Regions from separate parts of the Neogale vison genome. Here region 2 is linked to region 1. The links are chromatin contacts, called in public Hi-C maps. All regions are on one chromosome and are shown on one strand. The core of a region is the stretch at or near the end of the contact, and the rest is flanking DNA. Distances in the headings are between cores, read along the strand shown. Region 1 holds the start of MAML2 (mastermind-like protein 2). Region 2 overlaps MAML2 (mastermind-like protein 2).

What was found. A called contact is a pair of places that touch in the nucleus more often than the background predicts.
Region 2: a contact with region 1 is called in a Hi-C map of fibroblasts, with 4 times the contacts expected there. The contact joins the enhancer-like site here to the promoter of MAML2 in region 1. A contact is called at or near these places in 2 of 3 Hi-C or Micro-C datasets (fibroblasts and muscle).

The regions. Positions count from the first base shown.
Region 1 is chr7:129,226,988-129,234,286 of ASM_NN_V1, forward strand. MAML2 (mastermind-like protein 2) reads left to right here and starts at 4,402. Exons shown (of 5, transcript XM_044258264.1): 1 at 4,402-6,230. The coding sequence starts at 5,718. It overlaps CCDC82 (coiled-coil domain-containing protein 82), which reads left to right. Exons shown (of 8, transcript XM_044258261.1): 8 at 90-1,007. The coding sequence ends at 155.
Region 2 is chr7:129,511,997-129,518,298 of ASM_NN_V1, forward strand. The region is part of intron 2 of MAML2 (mastermind-like protein 2); the gene reads left to right. Among named protein-coding and RNA genes, the nearest start is that of MTMR2, 91 kb to the right of the region's middle. Within about 2 kb of position 2,010, the one cell type or tissue checked has open chromatin away from gene starts, as enhancers often do. A contact at or near this core is called in fibroblasts, where this site is marked.

The sequences.
Region 1 (7,299 bases), core at 3,152-5,651:
GTATTCCTGTTTGTGTCTATAGATTGAAAAGGCCTACCTTATTTTCTTTGCTTTGAGTAAAATAACTAGCTTTTTTATTATATACACAGAAATATGGTCAACTTCAAGAATATCTAAATTGGGCGGATTACTTTCAAGATGAGAAGTTTGACTGAATTGTAACACATTTCCTTCAGAGAAGATTTTATAAATTCCTGTAAATGTGAAGATCATGGGTCTTGTTTCTCTGTATCATGTGACATATTTGTATATTTTGTGTGTATTTTCATGGGAAATATCTTGTTTAAAACATATATTCATCTTAATTTCCATGAAATGGCACTCTACAGTCAAATAAAAGTTTTATCTGCTGTACATAAAAACATTAGCCTAATAATTTTTAAGAGTATTTTAAAGTTATAAAACAATGCCTTTATAACAGATGATTATCAAGCAAATGAGCTGTTCATGTCCTGTCTTAGTAGACAAATATTGTATTTTAAAAATGAATTCAGACTAACATCTATGTGTATTTATTATTGAATCCCTACCCAGATGTTTTTATTATCCTTTCACAGTATTAAATGATCTGCACTGATATATTCTGTACTGCTGTCATTATCTAAATCAGTGGGCCATGGAAGAAACGTAATGTTTCATTCAGTTCAATCCCCTCATGTCAGAATCAAGACTGTAGTTTACCCACTCAAAAGAGGAGTGCTTTTCTCCTTTTCTAAGGAGTCTTTCAACCCTCATATTCAGGAATAATTTCATGATATGTATTTTCATGCTTCATAATGTTCTTTCTATTTTTTATTCAATTTGTCTACATGTTAATGATTAAGATGTATTTTATTTATTTTTATCCATAACCCTTCCCATATATGTATTTATGTTAGGATCTGAAGACCTCAGACAAACTCAGCCAAAAATAGTTTAAAAGCATACTTTGGCATTTGCATTGCTTTGCACATCTACATTTTCTCATAATATAATAAAGTGAAATGGTTTCCTGGTGACCAAATGGACCCTGTCTATTCTGTATCTTTAATTCTTAAAGGTAATATCATAGTAGGATCTATTTTTCGGTGCAATTTTAGATACTTGTTTCTGACCCCAAGTGTTGACTGAACCTGGCTTCAGTTGTTATGCTGTTCATGCATGGAGTTCAATCTACGTGCATACATAAAAAGCTACACTTCATTAAGTCCTTACATAGAGATTACGTTAGTATTTGCTTCAATTTTCTGAAATTATCCCTATTCCTACTGTAAGCAAAACATGTGGAAAAAGCTCACAAAGTGCTGAGAATACTGATGCTGATGTTTCACATGAGGAGTACATACCTTTTTGAAAAGTGTAAAATAGAAATTTCAGTCACATATCTCTATTCTTATTTCTCTGGCATATGGAAATAATCCTTAACTAAAATGAAGCCATAGTTGAGAGCTGAAGATGAGGTGACAGTGCCCAAAAAGAAGCAAGGCAGAACTGGAGGAAAAGTAATAGTCAAGTTGGAAGGGTGAAGGATCATGAATGACTTGTAGAAAGGAAGGCCATGGAAAATGAAAGTGAATGATCTATAAAGTATCTCTATTGCCCCCAGGAGCATCACTTCTCATATGCGTGCGACACTGCAGACAAGCCCGAGAATGCTGAAGAGTGAGATTGCCTTCCACCTGGAGAGTTTTTTAAATTAATTTATGTATTGTTTTAAATATCATGCATTTAATTTGTAAAAATTAAGGCACTAATGATTAGAGGGACTTAATGATGGCAGCTGAACCAGTTCCTAGGTCAGGCATCTTGCTGGCATGAAGCATTTTTCCCACTGGAACAGCATTCTGACTGTTGATCAGGAAATGTAAAAGTAGTTTTGCTGATGTCTGCAGTTACTGCAACCAAGCAAACTTCATAAGTGGGTGTTTGAAAACTACAAGAGGCTTTTTAGGTATACGGTAACACCAAAAGAATGGCAGAGAGACAAGCTGTTAGGAAACGGAAATGAGCCTGGACTGGGGGGCCAAAAGCAAGGAGTCCATAAGAAAATTGAAATGTTGAAAAAACTGAATTAACCTCAAACAGGCATTATGACATGCTGTATGATTTTATCATCATCATAAGCATCAACATCATTGATTTGCTTTAACACCAAAAAATACTTTGTAAATTTAAAATCCTACATGTCTGTGAAGTGTTTAGATCTTGGCATTTATTACTGTAGTGTTAGGTGCTTTAGTGTTAAGTAGCCATGTTAGGAGAGATGATGAGTCAAAAATGGACAAGCAAAAGGAAAGCAATCCTTGAAAGAATTCATATGGCTACACAGAAACAAGGGTTAGAGAACAATACCATTAAAAGGAGGGGAGGGAAATGAGGAACAAAATAAATGTTTATTTTATTGGCAGTTGGATATAATTGACCATGCTTTCTCACTTGTCTGCTCCCACCTTCAGATGGGTGGTTCTATTCACTACTCATTTCTTGGAGGCTTAGACTCTAGCAAGCTGATTAGAGTGTAATTGCAGCTTTGCCATATTGAGGCAGCAAGCCCAGTGGTTAAGAGAGCACAGGTTTGCCATCGGTGTTGAGGTAGAGCCCTGAGCTGTTATTTCCTAGTCACATGAACTGGAACGAGGAGTTTAATTTCTGGGAGCCTCAGTTTCCTCACTTCTAAGTGAGGTTAATAATACATATCTTTCAAGACTGTGGATTAAGGGAGATCTATGTGAAGTGCTGTGCCTGAAATAGTGATTAAATAAACAGTAGCTGATGTGAATGGAAATGAGGATGTGCATAATGATTTCAGCTTGAATTTAATGGGCTGTAAAGGAAAAATATATAAAAGACACTCTAAAAAAAGTGACATACACCGCTGAATATAGTAAAAAATCTATTAAACTGCTTGACATGTTTTTAAGGTATGTCCCTGTCTAGCATGGAAATCAAAATTTGTATCAGAAAGGAACAACGGTTTTGACTAAGGATTCTGAGTTACTAATGAAAATCAATGCTATGGCATCACTGTCCAGTAAAGGGTGTTTTAAATTTAAACGTTGCATTTTCTCTTTTATCAAGTATGATTGCTGAATATAAAGTACCCATATAATGGAAGATAATGTCTAATGAGTACAACTTTTAAAAAAAAATCAAATGTAAAATGATCAAAACTCCTTCAATTTTTAATGACACCTCATGAGAGAGTTCCCCATGAAATCTGCATACCTAACAAAAACAAATTCCTGCCTTTCCGCACGTAACTAGTGAGGAACTTAGCCTTGGAAAGGACAGAAGTTCCAATGAAAAGTAAAAAAAAAAAAAAAAGTTACATTCCATCAGAGTATACTTGTCCCCAACTCCAAACAAATATTCCAGAACTTGTGAAAATAAAATGGACTAAAGCAGACCAGCCTATTGGGAACTAAATCGTAAATAAATCCAGTCTTAACCATGTTTCCATGGACTTTACCCATTCATTTCTTTCCATAGGTCAATTTGGAGAAGGGCCGTGTCACTGCGGTGGGAGTATTCGTTTAAATTAATGAAGTCCCATTGCTCGAGACCTCAAATCCAAGTGACTTGGGAGTTAGGACACACAGCATGGTTATGGTCCCGAGGATCCCAATTTTGTGCTCACCTAAACTTCTTGAAACTCCACGGCTACATACTGAGTTTTCTCCATGCATATGTAAACCAGATAGCCGGGGATCTTGCAGTGACTTGTCATAAGTCATCTCGTATTTTCAAAGAAAAACCTTCATTTTCTTTTCTAGAACTGGGACCGGTGATTTCATCTTCATAAAATCTTATTTACCCCTGCTGAATTGCTTGTAATCACCGAAGCTGACTGACCCAAAGACGCACAGAACAGGCAGGCAGGTAGACAAGACACTGGCCTCCCCTTTCCGGGTGGGCTAGCGATGTGATTTCCTCTGCCCTCCCGCCGCCCCCCGCCCCCAACACGCACATCCTCGCCCGCCTTCCTTATTATACTAATGAGCATTTCCTCCGTGCTCACCCAGCTCTCGCTGGGGTGCTCAATGGTGTCCTTTGCAACCTATTGAAAAATGAAAATGATATCTTCAGGGGGGCGTCAGGTAGGTCTGAAAGGGAAAATACATTCCCTGACCGGGAATTTCTTCAACATTTAGAGCTGGTGAAGTACATGGGTAGGGGTTGGGGAATTTCCCCAGCCTTCCCCACTCGGCCAAGTCAGGCTACGGGAGCCCCGCCGAGACGCGCCGCGCGCAGGCTGTGGGATTTACGTCTTCGGCCACTGGGAGGCCCTCTGCGTTCCCCTTTCTCGCGCGCCCGGCTGCAATTACTCACTCGTGCAGTGACACCAGCCTTCCACCAGGGAGCCGCCGCTCGGCTCTCCCGCCCGCCCCCTCCCCCCGCCCCCATCTGCAGCTTGCTGGCTCTCTCTTTCTCCCTCTCTGTCTCACTCTCTCTCTTTCTCTCCCTCTCCTATCGGAGCACAATGAAAGCCTGTGTACCGCCGTGACTCCGGGCAGTGGAGCCAGTGTCAGCAAAGCGGCTAACAACAGACGGGAAAGAGAAAGGAAAATACAAGCTACTTTTTTTTTTTTTTTTTTCTTTCCATCTATAAAGCGGAGCAATACAGGAGATAGAACCACATTGCTTATTGCGAGTCCAGACCCTCAGATCCACTGGCCGGGGATGGAATGTACAAAAGTGGACAGAAAAGTGGCTGGACATGACTCGGTGCAATTTGCTGGAAGTTTGTAAGTTTGACCATCGTTTGTAAATTACTCTCGGAAGAGTTTGTCTCTCTTGATACTGTGTTAGAATAGAGCCGCCGGGGGTGAGAAGCGTAAGCGGGAAAGAAAAAAAAAAATGTGTTGAAGGATCTCTCTCAGTGGCTAGCGACTTCAGACTGCTTTCATTTAAGGCTAGGAAACCTTAGAGGGAATGAGGATTTTTACCGGTGATTGGATTAGCTGAAGAAAAGAGCATGGTCCAAAAGACCAGTTACTGACATTGTTAACAATTGAAAAGCTATCTCCCTCTTTTGGGAGAAGACAACATCCTACAGTACCCCAAAGAGGAGAAAACACCGGAGCCAAGGGAAAGAGAGGAAAAATTAAAAGCCAACAGACAGCCTCTCTTGATTTTTGTACATTCTGAACATTGCCTTTGAAAATTTCCTGAAACAGCACTTTTTTTCCTAACCCGAAGAAAAGTAAAGGCTGCAGGTTACATAGACGTGGTAGAGATGTGTTTCTCTGCAGAAACATCCCCATAAAAAATTTTTCTGAAACAACTAGGTGAGGGGGAGTCCAATCTCTATTAATACTCCTCTCAATTCCCTTTGCTGTCTGTTTCTGTCTCTGGCTTGACAATCCCTGAATTCTTGCTCTAACCCCCAGATCGTGTGTTTACAAAGTACCTAGGGGCTCTTGTCAGCCTGGTGGGGGGAAAAAAAAACCCACCAACTCTGTCCAAGTTCTCAAGAGCTGTCAAATGCAATTAGAGTAAGTTGATAAGGGTTTGTTTCCAACTAATCCTCTGCGACTGGTTCTGCTCTGTCTCCTCACCCTCTTTTTACTAACTCCCCTCCCCCACACCTTCTCCACGGCTCCCCCCAACCTCTGAAGACCTCTATTCATGTGGCCCTGAACACTGAGCTCACATTGTCAAAAACAGACTTGCCTGCAATAGCCAGCAGTAGCCTCCTTCCACCTCACCATCCCAGAGGCAGCATTGTGTCCAGTAAGATGGGGGACACAGCGCCCCCACAGGCCCCCACAGGAGGGCTAGGGGGGGCCCCTGGGGCGGGGCTCCTTGGAGGGGGCTCAGTCACCCCGAGAGTGCACAGTGCTATCGTGGAGCGCCTCCGGGCTCGGATCGCCGTCTGCCGCCAGCACCACCTGAGCTGTGAAGGACGCTATGAGCGTGGTCGGGCTGAGAGCTCAGACCGGGAAAGAGAGAGCACCTTGCAGCTCCTGAGCCTGGTACAGCATGGCCAGGGGGCAAGGAAGGCTGGCAAGCACGCCAAGGCCACTGCCACTGCGGCCACCACGGCAGCCCCTCCACCGCCCCCTGCTGCCCCTCCTGCAGCCTCTCAAGCAGCGGCGACAGCAGCCCCACCGCCCCCACCAGACTATCACCATCACCACCAGCAGCACCTGCTCAACAGTAGCAATAATGGTGGCGGTGGTGGGATCGACGGTGAGCAGCAGTCACAAGCTTCAACCCCTGGGGACCAGAGGAACTCAGCCCTGATTGCGGTAAGGCACCTGGTTTTTCTCATGATTCTCGCTGTGGTCCGCTGGCCTTCTGTGAGGGTAGAGCTTGCCTTGGCCTGAGGGGGAGCGGACAGCAAGGAAAAGGGCCGAGGTACTACCTGGCTACCTCCCAGGCCATCGGGTAGGCAGTCTGTGCAGCTTTACTCTCTTACTCCTCAAGTTCTCTGGTGCTCATTCATGGCTATTCCTACACTCGTAGGCTGTCTCTTAGGAAGTAGAAAGCCCGAGCTTCCCAGAGGCCCTCTGGAGTCAAGAGTGGCTACAGCCTGGCAAGATCTGAGTGAGCCGCTGAGGAAGGCCCTGCCCTCACAGATCTTCTCTTCTGGCTAGCCAGCTCTGATTAGGCCCAACAAGCCGTGCTTCAGCCTGAATTCCCCTGTCAGTCCAGCTGACCTTCCTCAAAGCCTTTTCCTGCTTTTCCCATTTCCCCTTTGAAGTGGCCCCTTCTTGGGTTAAGAGACCGTAAGTGGCGATCTCTAACAGAGAAGTTCCATGAGTGTCCCCTCAGTCGAAAGAGAAATGTGGGGAAACATCCCTAAGACGGGTGAGGGCATGTTTCTGAGAGGCTTACTCCCTGATTTCCCAGGGATGCCCCCACTGCCCCCTCCCACCGAGCTTCCTTTCCCGGGCACCACAGGCAGGTCATGCCAGCTGACAGCGTTCAGGACAGTGAGCAGGCACGGAAGGGGCCGTTTACGCACTATCATTCTAGGAAGTACCTTGTCTTCAGCCACTCCTGGTGACAGGACATCAAACCTGAAAGTTCTGACTGAAGTTTCTGGCTGGCAGTTCTTCCTCAGAGGCACAGACACACCCCATCCCAGAGGGAGTATCCCTTGAATCATTGGTTCTCAGTGCCAGTCCTGGTCAGGTGACCGCCTGCCATGCACCGGCTTCCCCTGGATTTGCCAGGCCAGTGGCCTCTGGGTAGAAGGTGGAACCCTGCCCCGCAGCCCTGCAGGCCACCTCCATTTCTGAGGTCTGTGGGGCCCTTGATCTTCTGTGTCTGCTCGCAGCACCGCTCCGGCTTGCCTAAGCCAGCCCTAATGAA
Region 2 (6,302 bases), core at 760-3,259, 280 kb after region 1:
TTATGAGAATGGTTTCATCCTCCTAAGCGTTATTTATTGGGGACATCAAAAGAAAACAAAGGTTTTCTTCGTTATTTATTTATTTGTTTTTCTATGTTATTTATTTATTTATTTGTTATTTAAAAAACAGGTATTTATTTTGTTTTCTTTAATCATGTAATCTGATAATGCATTTTGATTTTTATACATTCTTATTTCTCAATCTAGCTTTCTTTTTTTTCTATTAACTTGCTATTAAATAATACTAACTGCAGTATATATGAACGTTAGCAACCTTTAGATGTGGGGCACCCCGTTAGGACCCCCAGTGTGGAATGCTGGGGTAACCGGAGTGGACTGACTATCCAAGCAAAACCCAGAGAATAGAGGTAGGACAGAGTGGAGGGAAACCGTGAAAAGTCCCAGCTTCTCAAAACGATCCTACCTCCCATTTCCATTTTTTCTCCTATGGGCTAGAAAAACTAAACCCATTCCTCATTCATACCTTAGCATGACTTCTATTAACCAGCCTTTTGCTGATGCTTGATGAAGACCATCAGGAGGAATGGATGGAAAAGGACCTAATCAGTATCCTTCAGACACTCACTACATGCCAAGAGATGGGCTAGGTGTTTTATTTAAGTTCTCCATTATCTGCTGAATCCTCAAAGCACACTTGTAGAGTGAGTTTAATTAATCCCATTGAAAGTGAGGAAGCCGGCAGAGAATGAGACGATTGGCCCAAGGTTTCTAATTATAAGATGCCAGACCCAGGATTTGACCTAAAATTGCTTGGAGTTTAGGTGGAGGGGTGATCTGGTTGACTAACAAGAAACTGAAAGGAAATTTTGAATAGGGCATCTGGGGGGAAAGTATTCATTTATTCATCCTGTAACTATTTGATTAGATGTTAAACGTGCCGGCCCCACACCGAGCACCAGGGAAAACAGGAGTGAACAGTAAGTATGAGGACACCCTACTCCTATCACTTTGCTGAGAACTGAATAGCCACGAGCAACAGGACTAGAAAGTAGAGGTGAAGAGGCTGGTAGATGGGGTGCCTGGGTGGCTCAGTGGGTCAAATCCTCTACTTTCGGCTCAAGTCATGATCCCAGGGTCCTGGGATAGAGACCTGCTTCAGGCTCTCTGCTCAGCGGGGAGCCTGCTTCCTCATCTCTCTGTCTCTGCCTGTCTCTCTGCCTACTTATGATCTGTCAAACAAATAAATATATAAAATCTTTAAAAAAAAAAAAAGGCAGGTAGAAGGTGTCCATGACAAATTTGGGTCAACTTCTTCTGAAAGCTGCAACTTACACATTCCCTTGTCCTTGTGAGGTTCTGACCTGGGCGTGGGCTGAGCTCTTTCTCAAGAGTAAGACCTTACACATTCATTGTTGGAAAGTAGGGGGCTGTGATTCTGGGAACTACATATTTCAAGAGAGCTTGAATCTAGACCCCTGAAGTAGGACCTCTGTAATCATCCTGGCTGGTCTGAAGGGCATCCATGTTGGGGGTTATGATCTGGATTCCATTTCTCTACTGTATCTTCCTCTAAGCAGACCCTGGCCCTTAGAAGATACTTTACAAGTAATCAGGAGAAAAAGAGAAAGGAAGACCAACTCTTCTCGGATCCGTGCTCAGAGTCTACCTGCCCTCCTCAGGGACCTCGCACAGAAAACAGTTTGCTCCGCAAATCCAGGGGCTGAGATTGTCCTATGTACTGAAATGTTCTAAGTAACTTAGAGCTGTGCTATCACATCAGTCCATTTTGGGGAAGCATTAATCTCTTAATTTGAAGGTAAGTTGCATCTTAGAAATGTCGAGGTGCAAGGAATGCATTCGTCTGACAGATGTAGTCTACCATTCATAGTTTTGAAACGAGAGCATTTTGCTGACAAAGAGAAATGTATTTTTAAGCCTGAGTTCTTAAAAAAAAAAAGAAAACTTCGATCCTAGTCCTCTAGCCAGGCTATTTCTGCCAGCTCTCCGGCTATGAAGACAACACATTCTTGCAATTCATCACTTCCCTTGGCTCAAGCCAACCTTTAAAATGGCTGGTGGCATATGCTTCTCATTAGCTCTGCCTCTGCCTCACCTGGGCTGGTCAGACTCCTCTCTCTTGCCCCCTGCCTGCCCCCTTCGCTTTACCTCCTCCTTCCCCAACCCCAGAGCTGTGCTCCTGCCAGCTTCTCTTACCAAGCAGCGCTGCCTGCTGGCATGGCGGGAGGCAAGCTAAGACGAAGGAGAAGGAAATCGTTCCGTTTTTTTGAAAGTAAATTCTGCGGTTCAACAGCCTTTCGTTCAGAAATGAGGCTGAGGAAAAGAGAAAGCCAAAGGCAAAACCAAACACAATAACAGAAATGAAAAAAAAAAAAAAAAAAGCCAGAAGTATGCTGACTGGGAGAAAAAGAGAGAGGGGGCAGCAAAAGGTTAAGAGGGAAAAATTCCCATCGTTACATCACTTTGGCAGCCAAATGTTTCTGTAGGTCACCAGTTTTCTGGTTTGATTTATCTTCGGGGCTCTACAAGGAAGTTTTACCCATTTGGAGGGTATTTTCTGTTTAACTCGGCTATCTGAGTGACAAAATACTCCTTACACTTGGTGAATTCTGGTACCCTCTGTGACCCAGTGCATAAATTAAGATTTAGACTGAATCAAGATTTTTGGGCCAGCCCTAAAGAGACTTACCACACACACCAAATCCTTCTCTTGCATTCCCTCTTGTGTGGTAGCTTTTGATGAACACTTTGAATCTTTGACTTACTTTCCAGAGGAATCAAGAAGGTAAATTCTCTCACTGTGTTTGCCTAATGTAACTGGTCAACTCTGATCCCAGCTTATTCATGCTGCGCGGGTGGGCAACTTTTTTGAAACTGGCTATTTGCGGCAAGAAAGGAGTGTTGAAAGGGTAAAGGCACCTTTTTTGGTGGCATTTGCAGTGGGTCATTGATATCTGAGTTTGGAGGGGACCGCAGAGTTTCCCTAATCCACACCCTTCACTGCACAGATGAAGACGCTAGGGCTAAGAGGGGACGTCCCACTGTCATACAGGGAGGAAGTGGTGGGGCAGGGATTCACCCCGGGGTCTTCAGCCCCTGCCCTGCTCTCTTTGCTGGAATTTGCAGACACCGCCCACTCCTCCAAATCCCACATGTGCACGCAGAGACAGAGTTCTGCAATCTGTAGACCCAGAGTGGCTTTTTGTTCCACATTCAACAATTAAGAGAACCTAAGGAACAAAACTAGCTTTGCTCCATATCGGTGACCCATGACATCCATAAGGCAAGAGAAAACCTCCAGAGACAGAACCACCCTGAGAAAAGTAGAAAAAGGTTTCTCGTCTTCGGGGCGTACTGACCTCCCTTCCCCTCCCCTCCATCCTGGTGCAAGGCTTTGGTGAAGCGGGGCTGGATCTATCTCAGCCCATACTCACTCCCTTAACCAGCTGCTCTTGTGTGGGCAAAACTTCTGGAACTGCATCATCATGGTCGTGACCAGAGGGTGTTCGTGGACCGAGAGAATCACACCAGGAGCCTCCATACCCAATTCATGAAAGTGATCCTGATGTTCTCATCTGGAAAAAGAGCCCTCTTGTTATAGTGGATGAAGGGGCAAAATCTCCTCTTTAAGAACTCAAATGGCATTTTTTTCCCCTTAACACCGCTCATTTGCAAACAGTGGACCGAGATTCAGCTCTGAACAAAATCATAGGGACAAATGTACCAAGACACCTCTTTTCCTCTTGGTCACCTTCTTTCAGCAGCCAGATGCTTGCACACCCTCTCCCACACCTGCTCTGTCACTCCCTCCTGGCTTGCGATCACCATCCTTTCTAAGGTGTTAGCAGCTAATGACCACATGCGTTCATTCAGAAACTATTTACTGAGAACTCCCTATGTGTGGAGATGAAGGTTTCACCCTTCCGAGGGTAATGATTTTTTAATAGTAATTCCCAAGCCTAGCACAATGCGTGGTGCATAATATACACTCAGTAAATAGTATATAAGAAAAGGAGGAAGGGAGAGCATGAGAGGTATTTTGTACTCCAAGAATGGTGGAATTTAGGAATCAAATCAGGCAGCGCCCAGGGAATGGAAAAATAGGGGTGGGGGTGGCGGCTGGAGTGCGGGACAAGGAACCTTTATAACCTCCTACATGCATAACAGATAAGGCTTGTGTTCTGTTCCCTATTCTTCAGAGTACTTAGGACATCAGAGCAGCCACATGAAAAACTGGTGCAAACACCTCTATTCTGCCTCCCAAATTCTTTCAGACCTGTCTTCCTCTTGCCCAGCCAGCCACCCCAGGAGTCTGAGCCCCTTGATTTTGTGGATCCTCTTCTGGTCCCACAGCTTGGTTTCTGCCTCGTGTTTAGCCCCTTGCTTAGCAACAGTCTTGGATTTCGACCTTGGCTTCAGCCTTCACACTGGTGCGAGGGGAAGTGTGATTTGGGGGGTTCTCTCACACCCACCTTTGTTCCCTGGCCGCCACTCACCTGGCCAGCATAGCTACTTACGTCCGTCTGCTTATGTGAATTAAGTCTGTAAACGGGCAGTCTCAGAGTTTCTAACACCACTTATAGAATTCTTTCGTTGAGTGGTTCTGTTGGAAGTCTTCCCTTGGTTTTCTTCCTATTAGAGATATTTATTATATACCTTCCTACTCCTTTCACCTGGGAGTTCCTAGAAAGAAAATGCTCTGCCTTTGTCACTTCTGTATGATACTGTGATCACTTAGCTCGGTGCCTGATACCTAATATTTGCCCCTGAGATATGTTTTTCTTTGCTGAAATATTCGACCAGATATTCTCTTGTCCATTTACTTTTCATTGTTGTTTTAACCAGAGGAAATTAACAGGGATTTCTCACTGATTCTGGTCTTCCTCTGATGGGAAAATTTTTATATTAAATGCAAAGTACTTTGCCATCTGTGTGTAGCATACGTTCTGGAATCCTTTCCCTGTATATGGGAAAAGCAGGTTTCCCACCAATGACCATTAAAGTACATTTGGCAGCCCTCACAGCTTTTTCTCCCTAACCCAGATGGCAAAGTTTTCATCTCACTTCCACTCGAGGATTTTTATAAGGCTTCTTTATGTTGCTCCTTCTTTTCAAGTACTTTTCTGTTCCTGGACAGCGGGATCGGGCCTTCTGCTTGGACCTCCCTGTCCGTGCTCTTTAGTCATTCCCCGGTCTGTGACAGGAAGCCTGTTTTGCTAGTTAGAACCCAAGTCCATTTGCTAACGTGTCTGATCTTTTGCGTTTCTGCTTGCAAAACAGTATCAGCGTTCATTGCTGCTCTCTCCCTCCCTAGGTTGTTACATAAGTCGAGTAATCAAAGTTAGCCGACTGAGAAAAAGATGGTGATCTTTGCCGGGTCCTCCAGCACACCTAGCCCTGCATTAAACGCTGTACGTGGATTAGAGAGTATTAAGAATTGGCTGGTAACCAGCATACTCTTAGCAAGGTTTTGCTTTTTGCTCTGTAGCACAGTCAACAAGATGGAGAAAAGGTTTCACAGAGACACAAGCCTGACTTCCAAGATAAAAAAAGGTAGGATGGGAGGCAGTGGTGAAGGATTTTGATTTCTAGACGGAAGTTTTAGACTTCATTGAGCAGGGAACCACACTGGGATTTTAACAAGAGAGCAACACGATCAGATATGAGTTTAAGAAGCTGCTCTGACTTCAGCATGGAAAACCAGTGGGGGGTCGCAGGTCATTGCAGGAAGGCAGTGCAGTCCTGGGGAAAAGGGGAGCGCCTGGATCAAGGAAAACACTGGAAACTGAAAGGACAAAGAACAGATTTAGACATTTCGGGGGGGAAAGTATACTACTTTTTTCTACTCCTTCTCCCTCTCCCTCTCTCTGCTACTTTGGCTTCCTCCCTGTTTCTCACACATCAGGCACAGTCTCGCCTCATGACCGTTCTCATTGCCCAGACTGCTCTGCCCCTAGGTTACCATGGCTCACTTCCTTGGATCCTTCCAGGCTTTGCTTGAAAATCCCCTTCTTAATGAACCCTACCCTGATGAACCTGTTTAAAAATCCACACCCTCGCAGACATCATGGATCACAATGCTCACGGCAGTAAAGTTGCAGTAGCCAATGATCGGAAAATGTCCAGAAGCCCACCAGCAATGGAAAGGAGAAAGTCTATAGTTACACACCGGAATGTACGAGACAGCGATCAGGATGGACGATTAGTCGACAATCACATGTGACAACAGGGACGTAGCTCATAAAATGTAATGCTGAAGGAAAGGCACCTGATGAAAAAAAAAGCACATCATACACAATCCCATTTATAGAAAAGCACAAAAA